Linked DNA regions of Gasterosteus aculeatus: region 2 is linked to region 1. A link is a contact called in public Hi-C data. All regions are on one chromosome and are shown on one strand. The core of a region is the stretch at or near the end of the contact, and the rest is flanking DNA. Distances in the headings are between cores, read along the strand shown. Region 1 holds the start of LOC120830797 (chromodomain Y-like protein 2). Region 2 holds the start of mafa (MAF bZIP transcription factor a).

What was found. A called contact is a pair of places that touch in the nucleus more often than the background predicts.
Region 2: a Hi-C map of skeletal muscle shows a contact between it and region 1, with 4 times the contacts expected there. The contact joins the promoter of mafa here to the promoter of LOC120830797 in region 1. A contact is called at or near these places in 3 of 6 Hi-C or Micro-C datasets (skeletal muscle and whole body).

Annotation. Positions count from the first base shown.
Region 1 is chr12:13,819,440-13,825,948 of fGasAcu3.hap1.1, reverse strand. LOC120830797 (chromodomain Y-like protein 2) reads left to right here and starts at 3,871. Exons shown (of 7, transcript XM_040195713.2): 1 at 3,871-4,482. The coding sequence starts at 4,459.
Region 2 is chr12:14,032,311-14,039,726 of fGasAcu3.hap1.1, reverse strand. mafa (MAF bZIP transcription factor a) reads left to right here and starts at 2,047. Exons shown (of 3, transcript XM_040161385.2): 1 at 2,047-3,473. The coding sequence starts at 2,506.

The DNA of each region.
Region 1 (6,509 bases), core at 2,622-5,121:
TCGGTGGCGATCGCCTAAAAACAGCCCGGAAACGAGCAGTTTGGGGAAATGCGAGCTTTCGCAACCGATTTAGGGAACATTTTAGCCAATGAGGAACATTCAGGTGGACGTCATGTGCGAAGTGAATGAATGAGACGCAAAAATTAAAGTCGATCTCCTGGCTAATCATCAACCAACTTCTGGTGCTAGGCTTACAAACGTTCCCAATGCGGTTTGTCCGATGCATAGAAACAGTACGGGACACATGCTCTTACCTTTTCTTGTAAGTTACGTTAAGTTCATTCGCCTCTCCTTCTGGACAAACATCTCGATGACTTTGGTGGAAAGTCCTCTTTATCTTCTTTTAGTTTCTTCATTATTTTTGTCTCAATAGACATTATTGCTCGGGGTGAAAGTCGTCTTTGGCCCGATTCAGACTGTATGTTTTCAGTTTTCAAGGACTGCACTTGACGTTCGCTACTTGACTGTTTTAGCTAGCACATGCTAACTATGCTATGAGTCTGTAATACGTGAAGAAAAACAACAGCAGAACGAGCCCGCGTGCTCACGCACGCCCCCTTCAGACGGGCAGAGGTACTGACTCCTTACTGTTTTTTAACTGCGCCGTGATGTCAGATTAGCAAAACTAACATACGTGAAATACAGGAACCAGCACCATCGCCTCCCGGCGTGAAGGGTTGGGGGTTTTTCCCGAGATTGAAGGGCCCTCTGCATGTTCTCCCAGGGGCAGTACGGGTTCCACAGTCCAAAGACCTACAGCTCAACTTAATTGATGTTTTGTAATGTGCTCGATTCCTAAATCAATTTGTTGTGCTGTGATTGTAATTCTACACAAAGGTTATGGAAGGAGAGGGAGGGAGGGATGTCTAATTAGAGGGTGTGAACATTCTTTTATTTCGTGACGTAGATTAGTTCACAACTGTCAACTCTTAGAATTGGCCTTGCAAGATTGGAACTTATTCAAAACTGTGGATGTTTTTTCAACCATGAACCGTGTTTCATGAATGTACAGCTACATTCTTTAGTTTACAGCTAAAGTGCAGTGGCACATACCTATAAGACTTTACAGAATCTATATGGGCTTTTGATAAATGTACCTCGGTGCCCCACTATTTTTAAGGTGTGGCTGGCAAGGTCTAATTGGCTTCACTTCAACGTTGGTGTAGAAAGATGTGTAATATGTTTAAGCTATCACTCTTGAGTATGAACCTAAACCAGCATAGTCCAACCACATTGTCAGATATATTCTTGAAGAAAACTATACAGCAGTTGTTGTAGATACTGAGGCGCAAAAGCTAAATGCTAGTTGGCATTCAAGGGAATCAACTGGTTCGGTTTATGTTTCTAGGTGGAGATGTGCTGTGTAATGTTCTCACTGCCGTTGGCCCGACATGATTCTAGGTTGGCGATGACAGAATCAACATTACATTCAAACATCTGAGCGGACACACCCAGGAAAGAGTTTTAAGTGTGCACAAGAAACACACAGTATTGTTGCACCACGTGGAGAGGACGGTTAGCAACGTGGGAGGTAAACCACAGGAGTCCAGATGTCCTCCTGCCAGCTCAGGTGGCAAGACATTTTGAAGAGGAGAACAAGCAGCCGCAGCAGTGTGAAGCAGTACAGGGACAGCCAGCTGCTCAGAGCTGCAAGTGTGCACTACTTGAAGGAGTGTTGGTAGTCCAACTGGACGGAGTTATTCTCATTCATTTTTAAGATGCCATGAATAAAAAAGTGAGCTAAATTAGCAGGATGTTTCCGGATTTGAAATAATTTATTGCAAAGTATTTTACACAAGGTGATTGGTGCGTGAAAAACTTCATAACATTAAAACTAGCTGTAAAACCTGTTTAGTGATAATAATGATGAAAGTCTTGTTAAATACAGGGTACCTTTTAATTACGATAACTTAATGTTGTGTAACTTTAACTCACCTGAAAACAATAATTATCAAACAAGCGTTCTCTTGTTTGATTTGCATAAAGTGTAACGTAACATTTGACTTCATTTGTTAGAATCTCCAGAAAACTCAACATACAATAAAATGTAAAGACATTGTAAATAATGAATTGCATTTCACATGATCATTTATTCATGAAGATGTTATTTTCAGAAATACACACTGCTTCTTTTTTTTCACACAAGAACTGAACCCATGCTTGTAAAATGAGCATGAAACGGCATTACACAATGGCTAAAAACATAAAGTTTATTAATCATCATTAATTGATGATTTCTAAGCCGGAAAACTAAAATATGGCCTGGTTTGATATTTGTGGGATTGGGACTTGTTATTCAAGATGAACGGACAAGTCCCAATCCCACCTGTTACAACAGAAAACAGCAACTGAATCAATCAGAAATAGTGAATTTGTCAATATAGCATAAGAAGGGATTAATGATGTACAGTCGGGTACCTGCATCATTTGAAAAAGGTGGAATACTGCCAAGAGCAGATACATTTGTCACCTATAAAAACATGTATGACAAAATGCAGCATTATGTGGAAAACTTCAATCCAACTGCTATTTTATTATAAATAACGAATTTACCCCGGAGGGATAAAGTCTTTAACCATCTGTCACCTGACCAACAGCTAACTATCCAGACAACACTTCCTGTTTTGCCATTTCCTCATTCTTCCCACAGATCTACAGTCAGAACTCAAACAGGACAAAATGCCATTTTGCCACCGCATTGAGGAAAGTCCTATGTTTTAATAACATTTCTCTTCTCGGCCGGTTAGAACACAAGGGAAAGTCTACAAGAGCTTTTGGTTGCAGAAGGTTGGCGTAACAGATGTCCTGAATGCACAGTGTTCATCCACAGAGACGCACATATATTTGATCTGATGTACCATTTCAACTAAACGCCCAACCTTTACCTCAAAGCCAAATAGTGTTCTCAGCTACTTGTAAGATACATAGACTCAGGTGTACTGAGGATATTATGGAATACCAGGTAATGATGAGAAATCGTCGGGAAAGCAGGCGGGAGCTCTTGATAATACACTCTGAGCTCCATCGTGACATTCAGATGGAGTAGGCAGTTTATTTCTCAGCTCAGCCAAGACCAGTCACTTCATGTTGGTAATGTCGATGTAGTCTAAAAACTTGCAACTTGCACAAAACTACACATCATCTGCACTGAGTCCCAGAGTATCAGTATTTGTTTTAACTGACGCAGACACAGAACTGAACATCAGAATACCTCACAGTGCTGCGTAAAGTTCTAGAAGGGTGATTTTTCTTCTTCTTTCAGTGTTTTTTGATTGCGTGTTCAATCGTGCAGAGGAATGTGTGGTCAACATTTAAAATTTAAAGAGAAAGAATGAATGAAAGAAAGAAAGTCAATGACACAGCGATACACATTGCTTGCTTTCCACACAATCAGTTCATCTTTTAAAAATTCAATTTTATTAGAAACGGTGTAAGAGTCAGTTGGCTCATAATGATTTACATTAAGTATCAGTTTATTTTTTGTTCACTCCTGAGGAACTTGTGGACATTTCCGTTGCACCACATCACTTTAAAGTCACAAATAGCCGAACCGATCATTAATGAGAACATGCTAAATCATTTGATGCTTTACCACACCAATCTTCAGCTGTGGAGTTCAACCCTGACAGTGTTTACTGGATGACAAGCCCCGTGTCCTTTCTGGATGGGGCCATTTGTATCGGTGCAACAGGGTGAACGTTAAATAACACATGGTCTATTTTAATTATCAATCCATTTAGTTGGACAAATATTGCCACGGTAATGGCCATTTCTGTGGGGGACACTCCGTTCGATGGAAGTCGATCGGCCCGTGCGTGCGCCTCACGAGCGTCAACACGCACGATAGTTGTGCAGCTTCCTGTAAGTAACCATTCGCTGCGAACAGCTCCAGCTCAAAGTGCTCCAGGTGTTTCCTGAATAAAAGCTTCGACCCGGTCATCCGTGGTACCGCGAAGTGCACAGGTAGCGAGATCCGAACAGAAGCGGCCTCAGCGGGGAGCCTCCTCCATCCGGCGTGTCGTCCCCCGTTGGGGTGGTTGGATCGCAGCGGAGGGCGCGTGCAAGACCATCCGGCCGATGCATTCTTAGCCGGGGACTAATTTAGTGTCCTCCACTTAGCTGTCTCTCTCTCTCCCTCCCCCTCTCTCCCCCCTCTCTCTCTCGCGCTCTCTCTCTCTCTCTCTCCGGGTAAACAGCACCGCCCCGACGGTTGTTTGTTCTAAGTGTGGAGCGATCCGTCGCACAGCGCCGGGCTCGATTGACGCTGTCTGTTGATCTGCTAACTGCGGATTGCTCGGAATAACACGGCTGCTCGCTAATTCCCGTCTACCGGGGCTTTCACCGGAACACCGACAGAGTGTTTGGGGCCAACAAAAAAAAAAAAAAACCCACAGAGAGCGAGAAGGAAGCCGACGCGGCAGGCAAGAGCGCCGCGCCGCCGGAGTCCGCACCCAAAGAATGGCTTCAGGAGACCTTTACGAGGTAGGATAACCCGCGTCCGGCGGAACGGCTCCGCGGTACAGACCGATAGTGGAATTAGGAAGTGAAGCGGAGGGCGTCGCGTACGTTAAAGAACGAGAGAGAGAAAGCGGCGCGCTGGAGCCCTTTAACGGGCGAAACTAACCGCTCTCGTGCTCTTCAGCGTCGCTGACGTGTGCTCGCACTTTGCGTCGCTTCCGATGCACTTTGTGGCGATTGTTGGAAGTCGAGAGAAGAGATAACGTGCCGACCCCCCGCGGGGGGGTGAACTCCGCGCTCCGTCGCCGAGTTGAAAGTGGTGGTAAAGTGACAGCGACGTGGTGGAGATGTCCAGGCGGAGTGATGCCTCTCAAGGTGCGCATTATGTGCCCAAAAAGACGGTCACCGCGACCCCCCCCCGTTAACGTTTGGATGCCTGGGAAATTGAAACCCTCGACAGCTTTTTTGTTTTTTGTTGTAGGGGAGGTGGGCGTAAAAGTTGCCCAAATGGGCGGCAGGAAAGTACATCCGATTGTCAACAGCCTGTGTGTCATGCTGACGTGATGTCATGGTGTCATGATGACATGGTGTCATGGTGTCATGGTGTCATGATGTCATGGGGGCGACAGATGACGGGTGATGGTGGGTCGATGTCCACGGTGAAGGTCAAACAAATGTGTGATTGGACAAAACCAAGTTTTCCATGTTTCAAAGGAAGTTACGTGACACATTTGAGACATGATAGTGTCCAGAGGATGGACTAAAGAAAGCGATTGACAGTTATGTTTTCTTTCACAGTAGGTTACAAAAAGCAACTCAACTGGATGTTTTGAGCTTTTTACTTGGGCTTCTTTGGATTTGGCTGAATATTCATTTATTCATACAAAGTAACTGGCCTGCTTGTTTAATGCTTTGCACAAGTCGCATCACTGAGTTATTACCAGCAGCTGAACGTTACGCTAACGTCAGCCTCTGAGATCTGTGCCGTGGAGCTGGGTCAATGAACAAAGTACTTTTGCATTTAAATGAGTAATACTAGTTTGAATTGGCTGTTTATTCTTTAGAATAAAATGGCTCGATGTGTAGCAATACCTTACTAATCACTGACTCATTTTCTATGCAGCCTTTGTTTTTGTTGTCAACAATGTGTTGGCGGGGATCGCACATCCACAGTCTGTTGAGTCTTTGAATTGTTTCCCCACTGACATATAAACAGCCCCACCAGCGATCGCTCTGTTTTGGATGATCAAGATGGATCAGCTGACCTGAGTTGGCTTTTAATCAAAAGAAAAAATGTATATATAGAAAACAGTGTGTCTTATTGGGTTTTATAAGTAATTATTTTCAAGTCTATGCGTATGGAGTGCCAACAACGATAACCTAGCTAATGATTTTATGTAGAAGTGGTTCATTTGATGGAGCCACAGGAGATTGAAAAGAGGAATTTAGAAAGAAGATGTTTTATGAGGTGGAGCATGGGCTGATTTGCTTTGGGATGAGTAAGCATTCATCTCCAGGACTGAGGGAAAGGGGCTGAAACCATGTTGCATAAATCTAAGTAATTCTCCGGATCTATTTTCTCCTATTTCAGTATGCAGCCTGTAAGCACTCCAGTTCTGAGCGTCCCTAAATTTGGATCTTTTTCGTGCCTCACTGGAAAAATACGCGATTGATCTCAGTCTTAATTGAAAAGAAGGAGTAGTAACTTGTGGCATCATGACAATAAACCGATATGTAGGCTGATGTGTGAAAGTAGTTGCGGCTGAAGGTACGTTTTAGTGCTGACTTTGTAAAATGCATTGGTTGCAGCTGAAGCACAGTGAATAAACACAACAATGTCATTGTTGATTCCACAATGTAGTTACGAAGACAACAGCTGCTGGGATCAGCTGCTGTTCAGAGATGCTTTTGTTTATAAAGTGCATTCAATACTTAAACATGGATGCACACAAAAGGATTGGTAGAAAGCCTAGTTACTTTTTTAATAAATGTAGCCTAATTTGAGGTTCCCCCTATTCTTCCAAACTATCAGGACTGTTTGTGTTTTGTTG
Region 2 (7,416 bases), core at 798-3,297, 220 kb before region 1:
TCGTTTTTTACTCCAATGCAGATGCATCCGTTTGTCCCTTTTACTGGAACATACAGCAGACCAGTTTTGAAAGCGTCGTGTCGGATTGGCTTCATTTCTGTGCAGGCTGCTCTTGTCATCGATACAAGGAGCGGAAAAATATTGAATTAAAGATTTAATGGTTGTGAATCATTAAAACAATTATATGTAATATCTGTCAGTATTTCTGTGAACTTACTACGACATTTAGGACATTACACAGCCACACAACAGAGATACAGACCGGAAAAATAGAGTGGTATTAAAGGCCATCGATTTATAACGGAGGAAAATGAAAGTCTTAGCTACAGTTCTGGGCCCCCATAGAAAACTGTTGAAATCCTTATGGCTAAAAAAGCATCTGTCTGATTGGCAGGATCATCTTCCAAAGCTTTTGGCGTCAGGGATGTGACTGATTTGTCCTATCATTAAATATTATGCACCCAGGAATCTAAAAATACACGTCGTCACAGCGATGAGATCACACTTGGAGAGACAGAGGGAGAGAGAGAGAGAGAGAGAGACTATGATTATAGGCTTTTGTCACAGGAAAGAAGTAGTTATTTGTCAGCACCATCTCAAAAGAGGCCACAAAATAAATCAACACTTTAACTGGCAAACAAGATCCAGCCGCAGTATAGTTTCCGAAAAAAATTGTATTTAAATTGAATGAGTGAGCTGCCATGTCATCTGTTAATTACATTTAGCCTCTAATACAGGGATCTCAAACTAAAGTCATCTTTGTTGATGAATCCAGACTAAAGTATAAGAAGCAAGCTGAAATGAAGTACCAAAAGGCTGCTCAACATCAGGGACTCCCTCACAAGTCACATTCACACACTGTGCTGTACCTGTACGCCACAAACAGTTTCTTGGAAATACCCAGTTACTGTTGTACATGAGTCAATTAAAAGTAGATGACCTCTGAACTCAAATAAAGTGCAATGTACAAGTGGTGTATATGACTGCACTGCAACGCCTGGGCCAGTGCTTAGATAAAGTGTTTTATGGCAGTGGGACATATGAGTTTGGATGAAACACTGGGTTCATGGCAATTATTTCCACTTTCTTACGTAACTCCTTTGACATTCTTAAATATTGTTTTCCATCCAATGAATAAATAAAAGATACGTTTGAATGTATTCATGTTTTTTTTTTGTCAACAAATATTTTCTTCATCCTTTGATAACAGTTGTGTTCCTTTGTTTGGGTATTGTGTGGACTCTTGCCGTGATTGAAAGCGGAAGCCTTTGCACTGTTTTGTCCAAAAGGTGGCAGTGTTGAGTTTTATAATTGTACGTAGAGGCACGAAGAATCTCCTCAATACTCCTTCCATATTTTTGGGCCAATTGTCTCGAAAGTCACCGGTGAACATCGTCAAACATTGCAAAAAATACTACTAACTAAAATATGACATGTCGCAAATACATTGAAGGGATTTTTCTTGGAGAGAGAAAAGCTTCATGCCGCCATAAAGATAGCACATTTATTGCATGACATAAACGTTACAGAGATAACAGCCGCAGTCTCCCTATTCAATGAAAGGTGAGTAATTATGATACACGGTGGATTTTTTTTTAAAAGGGCACGTGCATAAATCTATTCAACCACCAATCTGTATTAATAGGTGTGTTCTCGTCTTCTCGCCACGACCTGCACGAATACTCTCATGTTAATGACTTCACTGCACGCCAGCTTCTCAACCGACTCCGAACTCGGACCAAGTGCGAAGAAGCAGAAGAAGAAGAAGAAGAAGAAGAAGAAGAAGAAGAAGAAGAAGAAGAAGAAGAAGAAGAAGAGGCGACTCAAGCAGTGGTCGAGGAGTTAAGAGTCCCAGCTGACAGTCAGCTGATGGCATTTGACAGTTGCGAAAAGTTGGCTTTCCGTGGGGCCACTAATATGTTAATTAGCGCTGCGAGTGCGAGCGCCTATTGGCTCTTCGTCCGAGTCAATTTCCTCTTCCCAGCCTGACGTCAGGGCGGCTCCGGCGCTCTTAAACTCATCTGCTCGTGTGATCCCCTCGAAAACGTCGCCCCTGCCAGTGAGCGCCGCGCACCGCGAGGCTGCATTCGCTCCCTCCCCCCTCCTCCCTTCCTCCTCCGCACCCTCGCGCCTGTTTTTTTTCTCTCTCTCTCTCTCTCTCTTCTCCCGCAATGTATTAAACGAAGAACACCCGTAAAGTGTTAAATGTTTGAAATACAAAACCGCCGAATTCCAAATGCTGAGAACGGAGCCCGCTACTCGCGCGCGCGGCACTGGCGTGTCCGCGCAGTAGACTCTGCAAAGAAAAACTACTTTGACGCGCCGGCAAGTCCGCGGCTGCTGCAAAAAGGACGCTGAAAAACCTCTTTATTTTTTCTTCTTCTCCTTTTTTTTTTTGACTCAAAACAAAACGCTTAAAAATCAAAACTGGCTCACGTACTTCCCAACCAACCCAGTTTGACAGCTTCTCTGCACCCCACTTGGAGGACTGTCAGCAGCAAGAGGATGGCATCAGAGCTGGCAATGAGCAACTCCGACCTGCCCACCAGTCCCCTGGCCATGGAATATGTTAATGACTTCGATCTGATGAAGTTTGAAGTGAAAAAGGAGCCGGTGGAGCCCGATCGCAACATCAGCCAGTGCAGTCGCCTCATCGCCGGGGGATCCTTGTCTTCCACCCCGATGAGCACGCCGTGCAGCTCGGTGCCCCCGTCCCCAAGCTTCTCGGCGCCCAGTCCGGGCTCGGGGAGCGAGCAGAAGACGCACATAGAGGATTTCTACTGGATGTCCGGTTACCAGCAGCAGTTGAATCCAGAGGCGCTGGGCTTCAGCCCCGAAGACGCGGTCGAGGCGCTGATCAACAGCAGCCACCAACTCCAGTCGTTCGATGGCTACGCCAGGGGCCCGCAGTTTGCCGGCGCCGCCGGGGCAGGAGGCGCCATGGCCGGGGAGGAGATGGGCTCCGCCGCGGCGGTGGTGTCGGCGGTCATCGCCGCGGCGGCCGCTCAGAACGGAGGGCAGCACCACCACCACCACCACCACCACCACGGCAACAGCCACCACCAGGCGGCCGGCGTCCAGTCCAACGGCACCTCTGGGACGGTCCACCCGCACATGCGCCTGGACGACCGGTTCTCAGACGACCAGCTGGTCTCGATGTCGGTGCGGGAGCTGAACCGGCAGCTGCGGGGGGTCAGCAAGGAAGAGGTGATCCGATTGAAACAGAAGAGGAGGACCCTAAAGAACAGAGGCTACGCGCAGTCGTGCCGGTACAAGCGGGTCCAGCAGCGGCACGTCCTGGAGGGGGAGAAGACGCATCTCATCCAGCAGGTCGATCACCTAAAGCAGGAGATCTCCAGGCTGGTGCGGGAAAGGGACGCGTACAAAGAAAAGTATGAGAAGCTCATCAGCAACGGCTTCAGAGAAAATGGATCGAGCAGTGACAACAACCCTTCATCCCCGGAGTTTTTCATGTGAGTCTCGACATAATCGTGAAAAAAAATAATAAAAAATCAGATGAGAAAATCCGAGGTTACTCATCTCCCACTTACTAAAGTTTTCATGAAACTTTTTTTTGTTCATTTGGCGAAAAAAAAACTACTAGACCGAGAACTAATTTGTCAACTTTTTACTTTTTTTTTTTATTTGATACCTTTTTAATCGTCTGCGACTGTTTTACGATTTGTAGGGCTTCGTCCTCCGTGGTTTAATTTTGGAGGCATAGTAGGACAACTTTCATCTACGTTTTGTTCGGTATATCACGCATAGCCTGTTTGTCTATTTTTTCTTCCATCATCGTTCATTAGATTTGCAGTGTTCAAGTGAAATCTGATTTTTGACAGTTGATCCAACTTGATGCTGCAGTATACGAAGTGGGCATGCGAGCACTGAGTATACTCCAGTGTGCAGATTCGCTGTACAGCTTCATGTCAAACTGCATCCATCAACGATTCGTTTATGTTTTTACTTTTTTTTTAAACCTTTTTTTGTATTTTTGTCTGCCAAACTTGGAGGATTGCGAGCCTGCTGTTTGACGCCACCTCATCTCATGCTTGCCTTTGTTTTGAGCACAAAGAGACTCTTCTCATTACAAACTGTTCAGTGTTTTTAAACATATGTCTCATCGAACTTCCCTGCATGCTGGACATGTATGGTTCTTTTCTTTTTTTTTTTTTTACTTTTTTCTTTCTTTCTCCGCTTGAAGATGTTCTTCTCGTCGGATGACCTCCAGCATGGCATTCATAACTTTCATTTTATGACCCACTCACTTTTTTGGAACAGAAACAAAAAAGTGACAAGACTCCCCCCCCCCCACTCCTCCCCACTCCCCCCCTCATTCAGGAGCATTTCAGCTGTGTTGAAGTGCAGCACCACCGGCTGGCATTAGGCTGCAGTGGATCCCCGAGCGCACCATCAGGAAGTCGGTCAGCGGGGATCCTGGTGCGAGAGGAAAAAAAAAAAAAAAAAAAAAGACTTCACGAAAGGAAATCACCGATCCCCTTTCCTGGAAATTTAGTCTGATGCCTATTGTCTATATTGTTATTTAAAAAGGTATTCCTCTCTGTATTTGACAACATTTAAACCATTTTTTTCACGCTTAATTTAAGTACAAAGTTGCAACGTTGCAAAATGGAAAGTGCTACAGGTTGAATCGTGCAGCTCAATATGATAATTATTGATGAGATTGTTGCACGCAAGTGTTGGCAAATAGTTTTAGATCAACTGGCAAGGCTCCAATTGGTGCAATTGAGCAGTTCACAAACAACGCCTTTGCAGCATGTGCTTCAAACACAAGTGTGAAAGCTGGTCACACATTTCGAAAAGGGTTTATTGGAGAAGACAAAGTAAATTACCATGCTTTCTGGAAAATGCGTGTCCTAAGCGTCCTGCTATATTTTGGACTGAGAAGCACTAAAAACATGTGTAAGTTAAGGAAAAAGTTATTGCTCTCCACGTCACACATTCTTTTACGACTTGATCGTACCATTTTGATGCTTTATTAACAGTTGAGGAGAGACTGTTGTTTTGTGCTAAACGAACTCAATATTTGCAAAGCAATAACAATTATTATAATGAATAATGTCTGGACATTGTTTAGCTCGTCAGGGATTGACACCCTGCATGTAAAAAATGAGAGAGTACCATTCGCCAATAAATCTTGAAAATATGTTAATTAATACTTCATATTATATATAGTATATATAGAGATTTTGCTGTGCAAAATTATTTCACTCACTAACCATATGTGATGTTCATATGTGCTCGTTCTTTTTATTTCATACAATTAAATGATATGCAATAAATGTATGTAATTGTCATCAATACGTTTCTCACTTTTTTTTTCACCTGTCTTCAATTTTTTTTTTTTTGTGATTGGAACATAATGCAACTAGAATCAAACCAAGATGGGAATTATTGCACTTTATATTGACACGTGCATCTGTTGGCATCCTTGTGTTTTTTACAACAGTATTTTAAAAAAGCATCTCCCTGAACAAATCAGAAACCTCATTTTTTTAATAAGGGATTTTAGGATGGAGTGCAGTTCGCTCCGGTTTTACGGAGTTGATGAAACTCCAAACATAGATGTTCACACAACGATTGTGGTAACACACTTTTGTCTGACACAGGTTTACTTTTTGATTAAAAGAAACATCCAACTAATTAAGAATCCTTTACACAATGATGTTAAAAACTAACATGAAATATTATTTATTGTCATTCAGGCAACAAATACAATTCTTAACAAACTTAATTCTCATTCCAAAAATATTTGCACCCAAATCATAATAGGATGGAATAATGTATTATATAAAATAATTTGCTCTACAAGTGACATACTCATCCGTTGAACCACAATACAGTTTTATATAATAACGTCATGTTAATTGTATTGTTGGATGGGACCAGCGATTAGTGTGTGTGTGTGTCTGTGAGTGTGTGTGTGTGTGTGAGTGTCTCTCTCCCTCTCTGTGTGTGTGCTTGTGTGTGTGTGTCTGTGTGTGTGTGTACATTGATGTCAGTGAACTTAAATAGGTGTTGATGTGAGTGTGTCTTTTTGTAGGACGTATGTGAGGAGGACATTCTCCATGTGGATTTCTTGTGGCATGTTCTATATCTGCCCCGTCTGTTTGCCCTCTTTCACACTGCCTGCCTCCTGGTGTTTGTGTGCAGTGTTCCCGCTGTCTGTGTTTTTCAGACACGGTGTGCTCACTGTCACTAGCCTGTCATCGTCCGGCTTCCCCAGTTCGACCCTGCTTCATCCTGTTTGTCGGTGGGCCCGGAGAAGACGTGCTCTCGCTGAGGTGGTTGCAGGGAGGGCGCATGCCATGTTGGGCATGTGGAGGGGCGCTGGAGAAGGAGCCAATGTAAGTCAGCTGCCGCGGTGGGCAGAATGAGGCTCGGCGCCCCGTTTCCAGCCGTGCATTCCAGTGGATGTTTGGTCCTCTGACTTTGCACTTTTACTGGTGCACAAACTGAGAAGGCCACTTCACTGAAACACAAGCGGAAAAGGTATTTTGTACGTTTTGGGACAAGGAGTAGCCTTGTGGGCATCTTGTTTCACTGTTTGCTGGAAGACCAATTTGCCAAAATCTAGAGAAGGTTTCTGCGGACATATTCAGTCTGGATTAGTTTTACAATTTAGCCACGGTTTGTTGTGCGCGACTGTGAGCAAAGGATATACACAGACGGTAACTTTCCTGAAATTTACCCACAGCGTCAGTTTGACAAAACACTGAGTGATAAATTGTTATCTATGGACACAATAGGAGGAAACATGTGTACACCATCTTCCATGTTTTAAGCCAACACTTGTAGTCTACTATGTTTTGTGTGATTCCCTCTGAGGTGCGGGCTGCTGCTGCGGTGGCTGCTTTGTGCCGAGTGAGGGAGAGACTGAGACAATAGTCAGGCTTGTGCGGAATTAAATGATTTTGCTCATGATTAATAGTGGTGTGGGCCATTGGCTCCTGCGATGTAGAGATGATAAATTGTGAGTGCAGCTCTGTGCAGCTGTGCTAGTGTTGGGTCTTAGCATGCACACTCCATGCAATTTACAGCCAAGTCGTTCTCTTTCCTCAATTTAACTAATTGCATCTATTTGATCTAAAGGAGTAGGCTTGCTATTTTGATTCCCTATTAGTTCAGAAAAGGCATTCAATGGCTTTGGAAAGCATACTTGTTTGCCTTTGCTCTATTTAAAAAAACATAATATCTGTACTTCCCATAAAATAATATATCTTTATTTAAGAGTTATGCTTTGCTTCTCTTAAGGCTGTACGTTTATTTTTCGTGTCTGGAGTGGCATGTAAAAAATGAAAAATGGGTCTCTGTTAAAAGCTGTCCTTCTGTGGCGTTTCCTTATTGAGAAAGACACGTTAGATCTCTTATGTTCATCCACTACAACTGAATACA